Regions from separate parts of the Mus musculus genome. Here region 1 is linked to region 2. The links are chromatin contacts, called in public HiChIP or PLAC-seq maps. All regions are on one chromosome and are shown on one strand. Each heading gives the region's core, a stretch centred on a gene start, on an enhancer-like site or on the middle of the called end of the contact. The rest is flanking DNA. Distances are from core to core; before and after follow the strand shown.

Region 1 (4,640 bases), core at 571-3,070, 940 kb before region 2:
TTAACCTGCTTACTGTGTAGTAGTATTGTGTTAGTCTGCTTACTGCAGCAGCACTATGTGAGCAGTAAAAGTGATAAGAGTTTATTGGTTGAAAAAAATCTTAAGTTCAACTCTGGTGTGAATAGGGTTGAAAATTAAAATTGATTCAATATGACTAACGCTAGAGGGTCAACCTTTGGAAATGAGCAAGTCTGGGGTTAAATATAGATCTGAAATATTATCCTAGCTTTTAGATGCCATCTACTGGCTGTAATTACTATTCTGTACCAAAGGCCCTGGTTTTCCCACAGAGGGAGAATATTCACAGGGCCTGTGATTAAATTAAAATGCTGTTCCCTTGGCCTTTGTGTTTTGTGCAGATCGCTGCCTGGACAAGTGTCAGTGTACTTGAAAGTCAAGCTGCATTTGGAAAAAGTTATTGTGAGCATGAAATATTTATCTGAAGGTGAGACACATCTGATGGCTGTTGGTTTCTGACTCCCAGCTTCCTTTCAGACATAGAGCAGCATGTAGGCATCTGGATACAGTTCGCTGCTACTGTACCTGAATACATTTTTGCAAAAGCTGTCAGGTCACAGCTGTTCTCCATGTGGAATGTAGCAGTGAGAGAAATATACTGGCTCATGTGTGCAATTAGCACACCCAAACTCTACCTGCATTTCTGTATTTAAGGATGGTCAGCGATGGCATCTGTCAGGAAAGAACTTAACTGTGTAAACCGAACCCATGTGCTTCTTATCCAGAAATCCTTCCACTGGAACATGGAGGGCTCCGCTGTACTATAGGATGAATAATATAGGTGTTTTATGGGGGGGGGGGAGGATAATGTTTTGTTGCTATGGTGCCAAGCTGTCCTTCCACAAGCGTGTGTTGAAACCTTTACTCCCAGTGCAGCAGTGTAGAGAGGTGGGAACTAACCGGATGGCATTAAGCCTCAGGGTCTACCTTAGGTATATGCATATATACTACTTATTACTTACATAAGTGGTGGCTGTTTAAAAAGGAGGTTTATAAAATTTGCTTTTAGGTACTTTTGGAAACACCCTTTATGAAAAAAAAAAGTTCCATATAGAAGGAGGGTAGCTGTTAGCTTTTTGTAATTCAAAAAAAAAAAAAAAAAATCAAAGATTCAAGCCAGCATGAACCAAACTGTGAGTTTGAAGGATAGCTAATTGCTTACATGCTGTGTAATGGGATTAATTTGTTAAATTGTTGTTGTTGTTGTTTTTCCAGAATTGAAGTGTCATCTTGGTGTGGGGAAAGGACTAGGAGGAGAGGAGGAAGGGAAAACTGCCGTTGGGATGTAAGTAAACAAATAAATATATTAATTTTTTTAAAGTGTGTAAGTATAAATTGGGGGGGGGGGCTATCTGTAAGTCTCAATCCCCCTCTAGAAAAATCAATACCAATGTGGAGAATTGCCACGAAGATTATATGAGGCAATGTATGTAAAACAGCCAACATGGTGATTGTGTTCACAGAAGGGCTCAGTGCAGTGTCAATGTTAATGAGGGATTGAGTATGTCAGATCCATGATGCCATTCCCGCAGAGGGCTGCTTGGGAACTGCCATTGGCCAGGCCATGAGACTGAAGGCAAGCAGTGCCTCTGTAATTTCAGCTTTTCCTAGCTGGCCGTGGTTGCTGTTCTGTTAATCTGAAATTTCAGTATGTGCTGAACAGAGGAGACCTATGTGACCAGCTCCCCACAACTTTTTCCTATGAAGAGCCTTAGACTTTGTGAAGGGTTTCACTGGGCAGAAGCAGTGTTCTTGTTCATGGAGACCGGGATATGCTCAAGGGTGGCCTCTGGTGAGAGAGAAAGCAGAGGAACACTGAAAGACAGATCCTCTGGCTCCAGCCGCCGCCGCCATCATCTTCTGTGTTGTGCTGTGCCCTTTCCACGCGGCTGAACGCAATCAAAATCCTCAAACGCAGCAGCAACCTTAGGATCCCTCATCATACTCCACGTTTAGTGACGTTTATCATAATGTTCATTCAATGAGTAGTTCCCAAACGTGGCTGTTATCAGAACGTCCTAGGAAACGAGTCGCACAGGTATCCCTCCACCTGCTCCACCTAGCGGCGGCACAATTATAAAAGGGTCCTACTTTGAACTGTCAGCGCTCTCTTAAATGTTATTTGTTTCTTGTTTGTTTTTCTGTGTGCCTGACTGTGCCCCGTGGGTTGGGAGGTCAGAGGACAATGCTCAGGAACCAGTTCTCTGCCACTTTGTGGGAGTCCAGGTGGGAACTCAGGCTGGAAGGGGTAGCTTACAAGTGCCTGGACCAGCTGAGCCCTCTCTGCAGCCCAGATCTCGGTGTTCTTTAGTTCTGACATTTCTAGTTGATTCATTTAAAACGTTTTTACTATGTTTAGATTTATCAGTTACTATGTATCTATTAATCAGTTAATATGCCTTTCTGGAAGTTCTCTTTCAAGTCATATTGCCTCATTTTTTTTCTTCTTCTTCTTCTCCTCTGGATCCCTTGGGATCCTTTTAACACTATAGTTTTAGATTTACAGAAAACTTGCAAGAACAACATGGAAAGATCTGCCCATGCTTGTTCTGATTCCTGTTAACATCTAGCCTGACCCTTGGACAGTGACCAGAAGGAGGGGTGAATACCTCCATGTTCCTAGTCACCAAACAATAGCTGTTTGTCTGCACTTAAGATTTTCCCAGCTTTTTGTTGTCTTTGTTCCAGGATCCAATCTAAGATCCCATCTTGTGTTTAGTTGTCTTGTCTCTGTCTCCAGTGCATAGCAGAACCTTGGTAGTTTCCTGTTTCTCCAGACTTCTATTGAGTGCTGTTGTTTTGTTTTGTTCTGTTTTGTTTTGTTTGTTTGTTTGTTTGTTTGTTTTTGGTAGATTATCTCTTGAGTTTGGCTTTGTCTGCTGTTTTCTTGTGAAGAGATTTGGGTAATACATTACCAACAGACACTACAGAAGTATAGTAATGGGGCCTATAATGGGGTGGCCCTTCATGTTATTGGCATTAGTCTTGGTTACTTATTGGTGACTTCTGAAGCTCTCCACTCTCAAGCTACACAATTTTCTTTGAAGTTAATTATTTTCCTGAGGAGATCTGCTGGGAGTCTGAAGATGCCCAGCTTTAAGATTTTAAGATATGCGGTTGGGTCTCTTCTGTGATAGTCTAAAGGACAATTTTCTATCTGCTCTTACTCCTTTTACATTTAATTTTAACCCCCACTGAATACTAATACTTGCTTTTAAACATTTGGATTCTTACTCTGGTATTTACAATTTCAGCCAAACACTCTAGGATTCCTTCTGGATGTCAGCTTTCCCCAATGTGTGACTCTGTCCTCTGAGTGTATGAAGCCGGACATTCATAACCCATGGTGTATGTTTCTTACCTGGCCACCTACAGTAGGTACAAAGTAGCTTCCGGATTGGTAACCCAGATTCCCATGAGGCACAGCTTTACTGCCCAGAGGTCAGTTACTTGTTAATCTCCCCTCAGCTCTGTCAGAATGAGGTGAACAACCCTGTCTGACCATCACCCTAGTGTCTAGGTCACCCACATTTGCTACTGGCGACCCTTCTCTTATTTGGAGCCTAGGCCATATTTCCCTGCCACGTTTCATGGTTTCTATTCGAAAAGAATGCTTGAAGTGGAAGCTAGTGACATTTACTTCATAAATGTTGTGCCTTTCTGATTCCCAGGCTCCCAGCTGGGAAAGGAACTTCTGTAGTCTGACTTGCAGTTGTGATAGTTGTCAAACCTTTCTGGCAACTTTAGTAGGACTCAGCTAGCCAGTAAGTTGACGTGTTCTAAGTCAACCTCAGTGTTGTGTGACATTCCTGGGGAGATATGAGCAAACATGTAGCTACACCAAGTGGGGAAACAAATGATGGATGAAAATAAGGACACCGCCAAAGACCAACTTGGTCAGTGTTTTATTGGGGCTACTTGCAGGGATACTGGTGAAGAGGTACTTACAGAAGCTGAGGTGACTCAACACACTCTCAGTAAGCTGACCCATCCTGCATGTGTGATGACCCATGAAAGACAGAGACCCGGAGCTCATAATACAACCTGTAGAAAGCTGAGCAGGTTGGAGAGACTCAGGCAGCTCAAGTGATCTGAGCCTCCTCCAAGAAGTTCTCTCATCTTTGTCTCTTCAAGGGAGCACACCTGGTCTGGGAGAGTCTCCCAGCAGTCCTTTCTGCTTATATAGGCATGAAAGGTGGAGCCTAGTGACGCTAATCAGTTTTAGGGACTTCCTGAAGTCTTTACGTGTTTGCTCTCTGAGATTAAAGAGCATCCTTGCTAAGGTATGCTTCTTTTCTCTGTGCACCTTAGTAAGTTTCCCTTCAAATGGGATGTTTTATCGTGGAGGAAATTGCTAGACAACACTCGGACCATGCTCTTCTGCATAGCCAGGGACATAAACAGTTGTGAATCAAAGGACAGTCTTTCTCTTGACATTTGAACCAACCTCTTTCTGAATCAGGAGACTTTTTAGCCCAGCCTCAGCTGTTCTGGTTCTTTGAAAGTTTGCCTTCCATCCTGCCCTCTACTACCTTGTAAGTTAAAAAAAGCTTCAGGGGCTTCAGGGAGATTTTAGGCTCTAAGTCTCATTAGGAGGGCAACACCCTGGTTGTGGGAAGCAC
Region 2 (4,656 bases), core at 395-2,894:
CTGTATACACTGTGAGAACATCATGGGCTTTGTCCTATGGTTTCTCCCTGCAAGTTTCTCTGTGACAACATTAACCCACCCACATCCTTTTAAGTTACTCTGTACTAGGTCCAATTTTCTTTTTTCTTTTTAATTAGATAGTTTCTTCATTTACATTTCAAATGCTATCCCCTCTCCTAGTTTCCTCTCCGAAAATTCCCTATACCCTCTCCCTCCCCCTGCCCCCCACCCATTCCTGCTTCCTGGCCCTGGCATTCCCCTATACTGGGGCAAGACCAATGGTCTCTCCTCCCATTGATGGCCGACTAGGCCATTCTCTGCTATATATGCATGTAGAGACATGAGCTCTGGTGGTACTGGTTAGTTCACATTGTTGTTCCTCCTATAGAGCTGCAGACCCCTTCAGCTCCTTGGGTACTTTCTCTAGCTCCTTCATTGGGGACCCTGTGTTCCATCCAATAGATGACTGTGAGCATCCACATCTGTATTTGCCAGCCACTGGCATAGCCTCACAGGAGACAGCTATATCAGGGTCCTGTCAGCAAAATCTTGTTGGCATCTGCAATAGTGTCTGAGTTTGGTGGTTGTTTATGGGATGGTTCACCGGGTGGGGCAGTCTCTGGATGGTCCTTCCTTCAGTCTCAGCTTCGAACTCTGTCTCTGTAACTCCTTCCATGGGTATTTTGTTCCCCCTTCTAAGAAGGAACGAAGTGTCCACAGTTTGGTCTTCCTTCTTGAGTTTCATGTAATTTTCAAATTGTATCGTGGGTATTCTAAGTTTCTGGGCTAATATCCACTTATCTGAGAAGCACTGGACTCTTCCCAAGATGCCAGCAGTGCCAGAGCCCTTGGCTCCTCCCTCTGCTTTAATGTGAGCACTTCTTTCCAGATTGCTATTTGAAAAATAAATAAATAAACCCACCGAGGGGATCAAGCCCCTAGCAAATGCTGCTGTCAGCTCAGCTCTTGCCTCCTTCCTGCTTTTGATCCCCAAGAATCAGCTCATTTTGGGGGCAGTTCATAACATACCTCTCTAGGTGTATAAGGGAAGTGCCACAAGCCCTTTGCAAACATAGTTTCATTAATCTCCGTCCATGGCCCTGAAGAAGGCATGCAGGCGACAATCCTGAGCAGCTAAGGGTCTGGCTCAAGTTATAATTTCTAGCATCGGCTCAAAGAGAACTGGAAGTTGGATTCTGGGGTCTGGGGGGGCCTTCCACACACAGATCCGTGTGAAGGTCCAGTGTGTTCTCCATGTTCTGTGGTGTAGAGGCAGGAAAACGTGGAGGTTGCGGTGGCAATAGTTGTGGGTCTTTCCATTCTTCACTGAGGCTGCTTTCTGGCATTAACAAGTCTCCTGTGGGCTCCGTCTTCAGTCCTCATTTTTCAGTGCTGTGAAACCCAGGAGCAATCAAGCTGCTACTGAGCCCCACCCAAGCCCCAGCCTGTCCATTATTTCACTTCCTATCTTGAGAGAGGGTCTGTCTGTGGAGCCTGTAGTGATCTCTAGTTTAATTGAAAGACATGGAAGTCCGTGTTTTTCCATATTGCTCTCTCAAAGAACCAGGCAATCTATTCTTCTCTCCCTCTGACGCAAAGCTGATGTGTGCAGCGACGGGGGCAGTGTATGTGCATAGGAATGCAGCTGTGAGAGATACCAGAGAAGGGATTGCGATTGTGGATTCTTTGTGCGTTTTCCCTGCTCTGCTTACAATTCTGCTGTTTACTGAAGGCTTGCCCCTCTGACTCCTCGACCCCTTTGGGTTTATCTGCTGATCCCTTGGCCAGAGCCCACATTCTGCCCTCTCCTCCCTAGCTGCAGGCAACCTTTGTTACTCTCCTGGAGATTGTAGTGCCCGGCTCTCCCATTCAGGATCCTTGTACTCTCCTACTTGGCGTGGTTCTCCTCAGTGCTGTGTTCTGTTTCCTGGGCTAGCCTGCTCACTTGGACTAGTCTACTCACTTACATAGACTAGGAAGGGCTGATCTTCCTCTACAGTCCTTGTGCCTTCACCTGGGTCCTGTTCTTTAATGTGGGTCTCCATAGATCATTCTCCAAGACTTCCCTGGAACTTCCAAATTTCTCTGGAGATTTCATCTCTTTTCAAGCTGGCATGGCTTTTCAGCTCCCCACCCCTGCCCCCCCACCCCCACCCCCCGACAGACAATGTTTCCCTGAAGTCATTAGCCTGGTGACATCCTCCCTTCAGTAAGCTTCCCCAAATGGAATCCTAGTTCAGCTGTACTAAAGATGGCTGCCTATGTCCCGACTGTACAACATGGTCAACTGCTAATGCTTTTGGTGCTGTGGGCGTGGCACAGGTTGCTGTTGGGTTTCAGAGAAAAACAAATAGCAGTTGGGTATGCTGAAGAATGGAACTTAGTGTTTTGAGGTCAAAGCTTAGAGAATTCGAACTCTGTATGACTTGTCCGATAAATGCCATGGGAAGAGCTTTGAGTAAAAGGATGGGAAGAGAATGAAGAAAAGCAAAACAAAGAATGCCACCAGCTGTAAGGTAGCACCTGTGCTTGGCATTGTCGTGCAGTGCACTAGGAGGTTTCTGGATGGAGGTCCTCCCTACGTGGTACCTTTTTTTTGTTGTTGTTTTAAACTAAATTACTGCAGTCACAGAATTCCCATGGATTGATAGCCAGCCCATTAATGATCTGCAGGTTTCTGAAGCGTCCTGCACGCCTCAGTTCCCAGGCCTTAAAAGCCTGCGTGCCCTGTAATTGTCTGGTGGTGCCTGCTTTCGGTAAGAAGAAATTGCTTGTATTGTTCATTCATAAGTAGATTTTTGGCAACAGTCACTGCATGAAAAACAAAAATACTGCAAGTAGTCAGTGGGAAATTATCCAAAATGTGCTAGAGCCCTGGCACTGAGGTCCGGCTGCCTGCTCCTGAAGTTCACTTTTTCCATTATCTCTGGTGATATGTGTTTAGGCTGTGGTGAACTTTCTGGTCGCCTTTGTTTTTGTTTCTATAAAAGAAATTACAATCGTACCCTACAGGGTTTCTCATGGGACTGTAGAGCATTTTCAACAAGTGTTCATCCATTATAGCACACTGGAGAAGTTATAATACAATTCCCTGATACTAATGGACCCTGGCTGTAGTCACTGAAATCAGTTTCTCAGTTTTGTTGTTTTTTAAATGTTTTACATGACATTCCTACGTATGGTACAAATTCTGCCTATATGATACTCTATGCATAACAGTGTGTGTGTCTGTGTGTGTATGTGTGTATGCACATATGCATGTGTGCATATGGAGAAGTGGAGACTTAGGTTGTCAGTCCTTAATTGCTATCCACCTTGATTTTGGGGTCAATCTTTCATGGCCTGGAGCTTGCCAGGTAGACCAGTTGGCCAGATCCATCTGTCTCCACTTCCCCAAGGCTGGGATTATAAGGGTACAGCATCCTGCCTTTCTTTTTTACATGTTTGCCAGACCAGCATTTTACCAACCTAGTTATTCTTCTCTCTTCCCCCACCTACCCCCATAACTGAGGAATACTGAATTATCACAGGAGATTGCTCTAATGGATTTGGGAGAATATACTAATGGATTTACAAGGCCTTGTTTTTCAACAGATAAATGATTTTCTGTCTTGTTTGTTTTCCAGACTTTTTTTTTTAAAGCAGCTTAGTATTTAACTCCCAAGTAGAGGTCTGCCATGATCTCCTCACCAGCCTTTGATGAAGTCTGCTCTCATTCTGGAATGGAGATCATTCCATTGCTTGCCAGTGAAAACATCTTTCTGTCCTTATACGGTGTTTTAAATGTCTTCCCCATAGTCATGAAATCTGTTAGGGGATAGTTAAAAATCAATTTATCAAGTCTTGAACAGACCTTTGACAATTTTTTTAAGGCTTCCAAATTACTCTGACCTATGTCAGTCTATGTCAGTCTAACAGCATTCTGCAGAAAACTAGCCATCATCCTTGATTAAAAAAAAAATGTAGATACAAAACATCAAAATGTCACTAACATTGAAGCTTGGGGTCCTTAGCTTATGTAAAGAGATTCTTGATCAATGATTGAGTTCTAGTTTAGCATACATGAGGCCCTAGGTTCAATCTCTAGCACTGTAAATATACAGATATGTAGATGGATGGATGAATGGACAGATGGACAGACAGACAAACAATTGCAGTATGACACTGGAGAGTAGAGATGGACAGAATGGTACGTGCTTTCTGTTCCCCACAGCAAGAAGCTGTGTGGTTTAATGTCCCTCTTAACTCTCAGCCAGGGCCCAAGACCTACAGGGTCCATGTTCCTCTAGGCAGGGTTGCAGCTTGGTGAGAATGGACTGAAGCTATGAACCATCCCAGTGCTAGGTCAGAGATCTTGTAAGACCATGCACAAGTCAAGACAGCTGGCCAAAACTCGTGAGTCCTGTTCAAAAGCCAGATTCCTAAAGCTGCTGCCACTGGATAGAATTTGACCTTAACCAAATATTCACTTACAATATTGAAGCAGTTCAGGCTGAGAAGAATCAATCAGCCTTGTGATGCACATGAATTTCACAGTCACAGGCTGCAATTTTCTTTTATTTCTTGCGGTATAATTTATATTCTGATTCCAACCCCTATAAGTAGATTGTGGAAAAATTTAATGTAATCGTAGCCACAGCTAGTCAGTTCTATCCG

What was found. HiChIP or PLAC-seq counts read pairs in DNA pulled down with a chosen protein or histone mark.
Region 1: an H3K27ac HiChIP or PLAC-seq map of extraembryonic endoderm stem cells shows a contact between it and region 2, with 4 times the contacts expected there. The contact joins two enhancer-like sites. A contact is called at or near these places in 1 of 115 datasets of contacts at active chromatin or transcription factors (extraembryonic endoderm stem cells) and 1 of 9 other capture datasets (embryonic stem cells).

Annotation. Positions count from the first base shown.
Region 1 is chr17:68,879,266-68,883,905 of GRCm38.p6, reverse strand. No RefSeq gene overlaps it. Among named protein-coding and RNA genes, the nearest start is that of Gm36392, 7.3 kb to the right of the region's middle. Within about 2 kb of position 1,820, at least 28 of the 459 cell types and tissues checked have an H3K27ac peak or open chromatin away from gene starts, as enhancers often do. A contact at or near this core is called in extraembryonic endoderm stem cells, where this site is marked.
Region 2 is chr17:67,942,624-67,947,279 of GRCm38.p6, reverse strand. All of the region lies in intron 1 of Arhgap28 (Rho GTPase activating protein 28), which reads left to right. Among named protein-coding and RNA genes, the nearest start is that of Arhgap28, 59 kb to the left of the region's middle. Within about 2 kb of position 1,644, at least 21 of the 459 cell types and tissues checked have an H3K27ac peak or open chromatin away from gene starts, as enhancers often do. A contact at or near this core is called in extraembryonic endoderm stem cells, where this site is marked.